Linked DNA regions of Mus musculus: all the other regions are linked to region 3. Evidence: chromatin contacts called from public Hi-C and promoter capture Hi-C data. All regions are on one chromosome and are shown on one strand. The core of a region is the stretch at or near the end of the contact, and the rest is flanking DNA. Distances in the headings are between cores, read along the strand shown. Region 1 overlaps Frmd4a (FERM domain containing 4A). Region 2 overlaps Frmd4a (FERM domain containing 4A). Region 3 overlaps Frmd4a (FERM domain containing 4A).

The links. A called contact is a pair of places that touch in the nucleus more often than the background predicts. Capture Hi-C pulls out chosen DNA fragments and counts their contacts.
Region 1: a contact with region 3 is called in a Hi-C map of the N1E-115 cell line, with 3 times the contacts expected there. The contact joins two enhancer-like sites. A contact is called at or near these places in 6 of 484 Hi-C or Micro-C datasets (the C2C12 cell line, the HL-1 cell line, MC3T3-E1-derived osteoblasts and 3 more), 7 of 115 datasets of contacts at active chromatin or transcription factors (the NIH/3T3 cell line, craniofacial prominence, embryonic limb bud and 3 more) and 2 of 9 other capture datasets (adipose tissue and pancreatic islet).
Region 2: a contact with region 3 is called in a promoter capture Hi-C map of adipose tissue. The contact joins two enhancer-like sites. A contact is called at or near these places in 2 of 484 Hi-C or Micro-C datasets (the N1E-115 cell line and uterus), 2 of 115 datasets of contacts at active chromatin or transcription factors (embryonic limb bud and pancreatic cancer cells) and 1 of 9 other capture datasets (adipose tissue).

Annotation. Positions count from the first base shown.
Region 1 is chr2:4,456,598-4,460,317 of GRCm38.p6, reverse strand. All of the region lies in intron 2 of Frmd4a (FERM domain containing 4A), which reads right to left. Among named protein-coding and RNA genes, the nearest start is that of Gm39751, 55 kb to the left of the region's middle. Within about 2 kb of position 1,872, at least 5 of the 459 cell types and tissues checked have an H3K27ac peak or open chromatin away from gene starts, as enhancers often do. A contact at or near this core is called in the N1E-115 cell line and microglia, where this site is marked.
Region 2 is chr2:4,552,865-4,556,687 of GRCm38.p6, reverse strand. The region is part of intron 11 of Frmd4a (FERM domain containing 4A); the gene reads right to left. Among named protein-coding and RNA genes, the nearest start is that of Gm13179, 40 kb to the left of the region's middle. RefSeq lists an enhancer at 1-544. Within about 2 kb of position 1,332, at least 88 of the 459 cell types and tissues checked have an H3K27ac peak or open chromatin away from gene starts, as enhancers often do. A contact at or near this core is called in the N1E-115 cell line and adipose tissue, where this site is marked.
Region 3 is chr2:4,315,898-4,319,429 of GRCm38.p6, reverse strand. All of the region lies in intron 1 of Frmd4a (FERM domain containing 4A), which reads right to left. Among named protein-coding and RNA genes, the nearest start is that of Gm23691, 63 kb to the left of the region's middle. Within about 2 kb of position 2,204, at least 66 of the 459 cell types and tissues checked have an H3K27ac peak or open chromatin away from gene starts, as enhancers often do. A contact at or near this core is called in the N1E-115 cell line, adipose tissue and microglia, where this site is marked.

The sequences.
Region 1 (3,720 bases), core at 623-3,122, 140 kb before region 3:
GTCACAAAGGTCTCTCAAGTTTATGGCTGAATTGGGAAGTATTTCTAGTGACTATGGAGATGCTGAACTGAGTTTAACCTTGGCAGTTCAAGCTTCATCTTCTGCCACTATCTCATCCACTGCTTCTACTTTTCCTCTTTAAAAGATGTGTGGGGGTGGGGAAGGGGGTTATCAAGATGGCTCAGTGGTTAAGAGAGCTTACTGCTTTCCCAGAGGACCTGGATTTGGTTCCCAGCATCTACACGAGGTGACTCTGATACTCCCTGGCCTCTGTGGGCAGGACAGTAAACTTACACAGGTTCACATACAAATACTAACTAACTAATTGTTTTCTGTTTTTTTGTTTGCTTTTTTAAGATGCCTGGGTTTGGGAGATGGCTCTGTTGGTAAAACGCCAGTTAAATATGGAAACCTGAGATGGAACCTTAGCGCATATACAAAATGGTGTGATGATATGTTTCTGTGATCCTAGTACTGGGAAAGTGGAGAAAAAAAGATCTATGGAGCTTACACATGTGCAAATAGACCTTCATATACCAGATATGTACACACACATGTAACACACATACCTAACATACACATGCACATATAAGCACACACATACATAACACACATGCACATAAAAGCATGCACATGCCTGCACATACACACACACACACACACACACATTGCTCTGCATATTTGATGCTACCCTTATCTTGTGCTATGAAGAATACAGAATACAGATGTCTTCTTTGGATGTAAACCTGCTCACATCTTTATGTTCCCTGGAAGATGAAGTTAAGCCCTCTAAGACCAAAGAACATATTAGAGGATTATTGCACTTCTCCTGGGCCAGTAGCCAGTGGCCACCAGGAGTCATTCAAACTGGAAGTCCTCATGATATTGCACACTGAATTATAATCTAACAGGCATTAGAAGCTGCTTTTGCAGAAAAGGACTCGCTCCTTGCTTGGCACAAACCTGGACTTTCTCCCTTCACTTTGCATGGCTCCTTTACTTTGGGCCACTTGTTCACCTGTGGACATAGGCTTATTAATCCTTGTGTGTCCAGAACCTATCTGCCTCCCACCCAGGCCAATGACACAGATACCAGAGAAGCAGAGACATTTTTCTATCAGATTACTAGAAAGTTAGGTTCTGCATCTCTATGAGGCACCTGCAAATCTCCAATTCATTCCACACCTTAATTTCTAGGAACAGCCAGGCCTCTCAGGAGGGACCATGACACGTATGAGGGCGGTTGTTCATGATAACATGGCTGCGTCTCGGAGCATGAGCATACAACTGAGTATCAGCATGAGACCACCTTATGGACCAGAACCGAGGCTGTGATTAGCTAAACCATTCTGCACCAGGACTGCTACATTATACTTTCCTATTTCCCCTGCCCCATTTCCCCCTCTATTTAAATCCAAGGCTCATGTCAGTACCCCACAGATAGACTTAGGGTAACTGTACTCTTCTCTCAGGTCCTCTCTGCAGACTTAGAAGAGAGAGATTGATTGATTAAGCCTCTTTCTCTGCTTTTCACCATCACTAATCTCTTTAATTGGCATATTGGGCTGGGAGAGCCACATCTAGTCTCTCGGGGCTGTCCAAGCTCCGGCTTTTACCCCGAAGCTCTGATAATTATTCCATTTGCTTTATTCACAGGGAATTGTAGAAGAGGGCATTGTCCCAGAATCAGGGAACAGCCACTGAAACTGGAGTCTTGAAATTGGTTCTCCATGGCACATGTGGAAGTCTTTGACGAGGCCAAGGTGTTTGCATGGTCACTGTCATATGTTATGACAGCTAGAAGTGTCCAGGAGTTAAGGGTTATTAGAGGGTGTACGTTGCAAAGGCGTGGAGATGAAGAATAAAGGGGAAATTGTTTTTGCTACACTGCCTCCTAATGGACGGAAGGGTCTCTGTGTACTTGGTGTCCTTTGCCTAGCATATGGCTAGTGTCCAGAGATTGTGGCTTTATTGCTACCATTTTGATAAGAGACACTTGCCTTGCAGTATACTGCTGGTGAGAAGTAGAGGTTTGGAGGGGGACTATAAATAATATAGGAGTGAATCCTCTTAAAACAACAACAACAACAACTTTCCTTAAACAAACAAACAAACAAATAAACCTGGGCTACGTGTGATCCAGACCACGGGGCTCCAAAACCCAACTGTGAAGTTTATGCTGATTGGTTACTAGACATTGGAACACCAATATTTACCTCTTAAAGTTTTAGGGACAATAAATGGCCACCTACTAGGTCATCAGTAAAAATGGCCTCATCTTTCTTCTTCAACCAGAGACTGAATCCCTGTAAGATCCCTCAGCCCCTTATTGCTCTGACAAAGGACTTATCTATCACAGCCTAAGTCCTCTTTTCATGAACTGTCATCCTCTGCTGGAAATCCCGACAGTAAGGAGAACAGAAAGCAGACAGCTTCCTTTGGACCAGAACATCCTCCTGTAGCCTGGCCCTAAATAGCACCCACCCCTCGCCTGTAATCTGTAGAATATCTGCCCCATCCACTGTAGAAACACATTATCACACTGCCTACTGCTTCTGTAGAACTAAAATTATGCTCATAGGCTAGGGAGATGGAGAGAAGGAGGGAGGGAGGGAGGGAGGGAGGGAGGGAGGGAGGGAAGGAGGGAGGGAGGGAAGGAGGGAGGGAGACATAGACACAGACACAGAGAGACAGAGACAGACACAGATAGAAAGATACACACAGAGAGACAGAGACACAGAGACAGACTCTCTCTAGCTCCAGCAATATGCCTGGAGACTCTGCATGGCTTTTCCATGTTTATCAGCATTTTAATTTGGAAGGTCCCCAAGTGCCCTCCTGTGGCTCTTCCCTGTGGGTAGCTCTTGCTGCTTGCTGGCAGGTATCTGCTGCCTGCACTGGGGAGATGCATTCTGCTCTGCTGCTGATGTCACTTTCAATACAAGTAAGAATGCATTCTCACCAGGGCAGGAGGATAATGAAAAAGTCCACAAGTACTGGATCCCGGGAGCCTAGGAAGGGAGGGCCAATTTAAGACTGAACAAATATTTACTCCTGAAAAAGTTTTGTGAAAATGACCCCCCCCACACGCCATTCCCCAACTATATAAAAGGCAACCGAAACTTCCTGCTGCGTTCCGATATGCTAAAGGGGCCTAGCAGATGACGGAAGACTGCATACCATAGCACATCTTGAAGCAAGCTTGTAGACAATCACAACACTGATTGGTGAGACCTGGTGTCAGATATTTACATTAGTGGCTTTGGCCCGATTTCAGCAATCTCCTTGTGCTTGGGTAAAATCTATTTCTTGTGGGGTTCAGTGTGTAAAGTACTTGCTTTGCAAGCATGAGGACCGGAGTTCAGATGTTGAGCATCTACTTAAAAGCTGGGTGGTTGTGCTGCCACGCCTGTATCCCACAGTGCATGAGAGGCCAAGACGGAAAAGCCCTGGAGGGAACTAGCTAGCCAGACTTAGCCAGAAGAGTGAGCTCATCCCAGCAACGAGAGAAACTGAGGAAAACACCGGATGTCAACACTGGGCCTCCACATGTGATTGTGTGTCTCTGCATATGTTTGCCCCCACACATGTGAACACACATATACACACTCATACACATAAATATGCAAACATTTTTATTATTTTCCTACACCCTATTAATTTCTAAAAAAAAAAAAAAGTACAGGAGGCTCACAGAATTTAAAATAGTATAAAATAGGG
Region 2 (3,823 bases), core at 83-2,582, 240 kb before region 3:
TGTGGTCCTATCAATAATCAGAGTTTCTACTGATCAATACCTGTTAAATCAGGGCATTTTGGCTATGCATCTCCACAAATCCCCACAGACACTTTTGTTTCCTTGCTCACTGAGCAGCCCCCTCCCTGCCCTTTGTGAAGAAAAACTGCAAATTTTCTTGAGGGTGAAGGAAAAGAAACAAGGCACACAAGAAGTGAGGGGAAACTGCCTCGGGCCACACAACTGGTTTCCGAAGGAACCAGAAATAGAAGTCCAAGGCACCTGGTCCATTACTCCAGCTGCTAATTATGCTGCGTTCCCGGGACCCCGCCAATTAGCGAGAACAGCTCTCACTCACTGATGCGTGGTTAACTTTACAAGTGGAGTGCTTTCTCACAAAGGAGCAACCAGGCGGCGGCTGTGAGAAAGGGGCTTCCAGCCAGGCTTGTTCTCCCAGACATGATCACTCTGCTTTGCTTTCACACTATAAATATAATAATAATACGAATAATACATGTGTCCTCCTTTCTTGTAGATCTACCTTCATCCAGGCTCTACAGAGCACCTGCCTCAACACTCAGCAGCCTCAGTCAGAGACTAAGAGACGACAATAGTCTTAGTTATGAATGGACGTGGGGATATAACAATAGCCTTAGTTATGACTGGAGCTTGCGTAGGAAATAAAAGCGTTAACCTAGCATGGTGGCTCTTGCTTGTGAGCCCATCACTCAGAAGGCTGAGGCAAGAGGATCAGCCTCAGATACTATCAAGTCCCTGTCTCTGATAATAAGGATTGTGGTAATTGTACGAGTTAAGAGGTTTCTAAAGATGGCTTAGAGGAACCATCAGGAAGGGGTTTTACTAAACCAGTGTTTGCTACCATCATTGGAACCCCAATGGTCCCAGATAAGGGCTCTCAGCCTTTGACCTAGGCTTCCTAGGGTCACAGGTCCTCTACTGTCTCATTCTGGTCCCAAGTGCCCTCATGTATAAAACCAAGAAGGGAAACATTTATCCATGGAGAGCAAACAAAAGTGGCTAATAACTATTGTCTTTGGGCCCTGAATATGACAAGGTGCTCTATAAATCCTTAATGAGCAGGGGCCTCCCAGACCCTGGCTCCAATTAGTCCACTAGATTCACACATCCTGTGCATGGCTGAGGACGAGGCCTCGGCTCCACTGGACTTCCTCTCCAGCCAGCACTTGTGAAGCATTGTGGGCTGGCATGTGGAGTAGGCGGCAGGCTGTCAGGATGGTGTAGAAATAACGACTTGAGAGGAAGCCCAGCCTAATGGCTCTGATTCTCCACCAGGACTTTAGGGAGCCTTGTCTTCCTCCTGTCCCCGAGGCTGAGTCATAGAGCCCCTAAATGACCTCCCTGTGAGTAACTTCCTGCTTCATCCAGAGGGACCATTATACAGAATCCAATCAGCCATCTGGATCGCGTCCTCCTTTCCCAGATGAAGTTGCTCTGGTGGGCAGAGACTCAGAGCCGCCAGAGGTTAAGTATGTGATTGATGTTGGGACCTGGCTTGTGACTTCTTGTCCTGGTCTTTTTCTATTGTGCCACAAAGCCCCAGTGAAGAGCAAGAACAATGATGCTTCAGATCCTAGAGAGACTAGCTTTGGCCATCTGATGGCACATGATGTTGCGTACATTCCAAACACGCCCAAGTTCTCAAAGAGGAGGACACATATAGTAATGGTCCCCAAGCACAGAACAAGACAGAAAGACAAAAACAAAACAACAAAATAAAAAACAAAAACAAACCCCACTTCCTAATTTCACTTCTGCTCTTTCCTGAGACACCATCACACATGACTCCCTGCGTTTATCTTTCTATCAGGACATTAAAAAAATGAGGCATCAAATAGAGGTGCCACAGAAAATTCCCAATGTCGTGCATGCAGGGGACTTGGTCTCGTGCATCCCGGGAATGTATGGGAGAAGACAGAAGCAGGCATCCGAATGAGGAAGAAGAGTTGGGACTTTGTGTCCATTTTAAATATGGACACAAATACTTTTGTAGGCGTCCAATATGGTTTACTCTATTTATAAAGAAAAGAGAGGCAGAGGTATTGTGGTCGACCACAGATCTCCATCTAATCTAAGCTCTTTTATCCACTGGCATTTGTGGATGTCTGCTTGGTACTGGCTATGCTCCTGGGCAAGAGGAAGAACACGACACCCAGCGTGTATTTTTTTTAAGACTTATTTATTTATTATATGTGTGTACACTGTAGCTGTCTTCAGACACTCCAGAAGAGGGCATCAGATTTTTGTTACAGATGGTTGTGAGCCACATGTGGTTGCTGGGATCTGAACTCGGGACCTTTGGAAGAGCAGTTGATGCTCTTAACCACTGAGCCATCTCACCAGCCCCCAGCATGTATTTCTACAGCTATCCCTTCACCCCACAGTGTATGCGTCTGCTCGTCCTTCCGCCCAGGGGTTGAAAATATTTGAAAAAAATTATATGGACTGAACACTGTTTTTTTGTTTTTTGTTTTTGTTATTTTAAATCTTGTCACTATTCCCAAATGGATATCATACCATAACTACTTCCATAGCATTTCTACTGAATTAAGCACTACAAACCTGATAGACATGAGTTAAAGTATTTGGGAACCTGAACATGTTGGCTTCCATCTATAATCCTAGTACTCAAAGGGCTGAGGCAGAAGATTGTTGGCAGTTTGAATCCAGATTAGGATGCACAGTGTAGAGAGTCCCAGGCCAGGCTCAGTTAAACAGTGAAACCCTGCTTCTAGAACTGAAAGAAGTGAAAGTATAGAGACAATCATAATGGGTCATAGGCAAATACTGCATTATTTTATGTAAGGGGTTTACTAACCCAAGGCTCTGGAACTAACTAATCGCCGTGGACAATGAAGGCCAGCTTCCATTGCCAACTCTCAGGTCACTCCATCATCAAAGGAATTCAGGGTAGGAACTCAAAGCAGGAATCTTGCAGCAGGGACTGAAGTAGGAGCCATGGAAGAATGCTGCCTACTAGCTCCCCACTGCCTCCCCACAAACAGGATCACTTTCCCAGGGATAGCACTGCCCATAATGAGCCTGGCTCTTCACCATCCATCACTGATGAAGGAAACGCCTCACAGGCAGGCTACCTTGCAGGCTCGTCTTACAGAGGCATTTACTTTGCTGAAGTTCCCTATTGACAGATGAGTCTAGCTTATGTCCACGTTGACAAAAACCTAGCCAACACAAAGACAACAACAAGATAACCTTGGCCTGGCAGTCAAAGGTTCTCCCTTCTGGCCCTGAACGTGCAAAGCCTTTTAAATTCGAATCTCTAAAATGAGATAGTCATATATTCTGTGCATATATAGGTCAGAGCTGGCATTGCAAATTCAAAACAACTCAATACCATTCTCTTGGATTCATTACAACAACAACAATAAGCAAATAACAACAACAAAAATAAAACAAAATAATAGACATTAAGAGCACAGGATTCAAAGGCATAGTATCTATCAAGTATTTGATGGCTATGTATCTTTAGAAACTTTGTGTCTTTATTCATTTTAGAACTAATACTATGAATAACAATACTTTCCTATAATGCTGCTGAACTAATGCATCAGTAGATACAGAGTGTCTAGTCAGCGTTCAGCCACTGCTCACTATTCTGATGGCTGTTTCTTGTTACTCAGTACACACTACTCTCCTTCCTAATGTAAAACATGAAAATGCTGCTTCTAGTTTTCTCATGTACCAGCTAAAGTTCAAGTTTGCACAATTTTTTTGAAAGATGATGAATATGTTACCAAGGGTATTAAAATATTTTCCTTACATGTTTTACATTTATTTATTTATT
Region 3 (3,532 bases), core at 955-3,454:
GCTGTTCACCTTGTCTTTTGTGATAGTCTCTTACTGGCCTGAAGCTATGCAAGTAGGCTAAGCTGGCTGGCCCATGAGCCCTAGGGATCTGGCTGCTACCATCTAACCATTGATAAGATTATAGGAGTATACCACCATGCTTAGCTGATTTTACATAGGCTCTGGGAGCCAAACTCAGGTCCTCATGTTTGCAGGACAAATCTTTACCAACTGAACTATTCAACAATTCCTCCTTTGTTTGTTTGTTTTTATTTGAGACAGGATCTCATGTAGCCCAGGCCGACCTCAAAATCTATATGTAACTGAAGATGAACTTGGATTATATGTATATACCACCATGACTAAATCATGCAAGGATAGGCAGAGCCTGCAGCTCCACGAATGCTAAATGAGCACTCAACATCCTCAGCCCTAAAGGCTCCTCCTCCTCCTCCTCCTCCTCCTCCTCCTCCTCCTCCTCCTCCTCCTCCTCCTCCTCCTCCTCCTCCTCCTCTTCTTCTTCTTCTTCTTCTTCTTCTTCTTCTTCTTCTTCTTCTTCTTCTTCTTCTTCTTCTTCTTCTTCTTCCTCTTCCTTCTTCTTCTTTTTTTCGAGACAGGGTTTCTCTGTGTAGCCCTGGCTGTCCTGGAACTCATTTTGTGGACCAGGCTGGCTTCAAACTCACAGATACCTGCCTCTCTCCTAGGTGCTGGAACTAAAGGCATGTGCCAGCACACCTGGCTTATTTGTGTTACATTCCTGCCTTTACAGTCGTCACTCACTTTTTTTGGGGGTTTTTCGAGACAGGGTTTCTCTGTGTAGCCCTGGCTGTCCTGGAACTCACTTTGTAGACCAGGCTGGCCTCGAACTCAGAAATCTGCCTGTCTCTGCCTCCCAAGTGCTGAGATTAAAGGCATGTGCCACCACCGCCCGGCTAAAGTGGCTTCTTAATGATATCATATTCTGGTCTATAGGATGCTCAACATTAGCAATGAAGCCATAAAAGGACAGTGAGTGAGTCATTCTCTCCTTTGTCCACATGGACTGGAGGACTCCAGGCCAGAACACTGAGATGAACATTTCAACTGTTTTGGCAGGAGTGATTCATCCATGGGTCACAGACTCATCTATCCCTTGACTCTTGTCCCTGACCACAAGGAAACCACAGCCTTATACACCCAGTTCTTTATCTCTGAGCTCAAAGAACACAAATGTTGCTGATCAGGGGACCCGACTTCCTGTCATTAAGGAGGACATCCTACCACTTAACAGCAAGATCCTAAGCCAAGCCAAAAGCCTGATGATTTGGGCGTTTGATTCCCACCTACAATTAACTAGGTCACAGCTGTAAGGAAAGAGGAAAAAAGAATTACACCCTAAAGCAAGAGGACTTACTGTCATCTGTGACTGCAAAACAAACACTTAGGGCTTCCCTTCCCCTCCTCTCCATGCAACAAAAACAAGTATATTGGGGACAGGATAAAAAAATGATATGGAAAGACTATGGAAATGTCTCAGAGGGTAAGAGTGCTTGCCGTGTATGCATAAGGACCTGCGTTCAGACAAATTCCCAGCACACGCATAGAAGCGGGGATCTGAGTGTCTCCAATTGAGAGTTGGAGGACAGAGACCACGAAATCTCAGCCAGCCATGAATCCAGCCAGCTCAGTTGAAATGGAGAGCTTCAGTCTCAGGGAGAGACCATCTTAGGGAATAAAGGGGAGCCTCACAAAGCAGAACAACCAATGTCCATCTGAATTCTGTGCACATGCTAAGACGTGTACACACACACAGAGGCACACATGCACATTCACACATACACACAAGCATACAAGCACGCATGCATGCACGCAGTTAGGAGCTAACGTGACAGCTTGCTAATGTGTAGTCTCAAGCCTACTTATTTGGTATTTGTTCAATATACAGAGGAGATGAATATATGCAAGCACAGTCTGCTTCTAATCTGTGTTGAGGACTTCTGTAAGATTAGACAGAATCTGGAAAGATCCACGATTGCTTTTGAAAATTCCGGAGTTTTCTGGGCTTTAGATGGTTTAGGTCTGTATGGTTCCCTCCTACTTTGGCTCATAGGAATGTCTCCTAGACCTTGGTGGGCACTAGAGAGGGAGGGAACACTCTTAAGTGTCCACAGTATCCAAGGAAGTAATGCATTTCAGAAAGGGCCACCTCAGTGTGCTGAGTCCCTTCTGGTTACCTATGACCACCAACCAGCATCGTGGATTTTATTTGTCATGGGGTGAGTTACACAGTTGCTACTGATCTCATCCTGAATGGTCATATAAGCTAGTCATAGTAAAGATAATTATTGATAGTTGATGGAGAGAGAGAGAGAGAGAGAGAGAGAGAGAAAGAGAGAGAGAGAGAGAGAACAATGATTTATGTGTGATATTTGAGACCTTGACCACTTTAAAGCATCGTCTGTAATCCCCAGCCTACTTGGGAACCTGTGAGAAATCTGTGTTTGACAAGATCCCAAGTGACTCCTTCATACATAGAAAACACTGCTTACCATAGCAGCCTAGGGTAATGACTTTCAGAAACTTTGCTTTTAGCTATGACAATCTCTGCCCCCACCCCCAAGTAACTTTAGTAGAGATAGATCTCACAAGCACAGGGGGCAGGGGTCTGAGTCTTTTCTGCCCCCTAGTGGCATATCCATCTCCACCAGTTCTTCCAGTACTCTGCTGCTCTGGGGGTGTTACGGGCCCCATAGGTCCTTCCTCCTTCATCTCCCCTCTCTCCCTCTGCTCTGGGGGTGTTACGGGCCCCATAGGCCCTTCCTCCTTCATCTCCCCTCTCTCCCTCCTTCCCTCCACTCCTCCCTCCCTCCCTTCCCTTGAGTCATGCAGGTGATAGAACACATGGACTCAAGCATGCTAGACAAACGTTCTATCAGTGACCCACACCTCAGCATCAAAATTAGATTTGCATCCCCAGTAATAAATAAATATGTGAACACACAAATACCTAAGTAAATAGGGCCAACCAATCAGACATATGAAACAAAGAGTTCAAGTTCAGATTCCAGGAACAGATATGGGGGGATGGGTAAGAAAACAAACAGGGAAGGAAGGCCCTTAATATATAGAAAATATAAAATAAAGAGACCGAGAAATGGAAGTGGCCCCACAGTGAATATCATAGAGAGAACACAGGACAGCAGTTATGTTACATTGGGGTTTTAGCTCGACAACCACGAGATACATGAAAACATCCATGTTTATCATAAATTAAACTCTATGCATGTGTATATGTTGCTGGGACTGAACGAACACAGGGCCTCATGCACACGACGCAAGTGCTCAGCCACTGAGCCACCTCCCCAGCCCTCTGTCTGCCTTTTAAATGTGGAGGCAGACTCTCACTAAGTTGCCCAGGCTAGCCTTGCACTGATTCTAACCCAGGTGATCCTCCTGCCTCAGCCTCTAGAGTAGACGGGACTGTAGGCCTACATCTTTAGGCTGCATTGCCACTGTAATTTGAAGATCTGCTTACTCTTGCGGTCCACTCCTCTATGAAGGATACTTTCTCAGT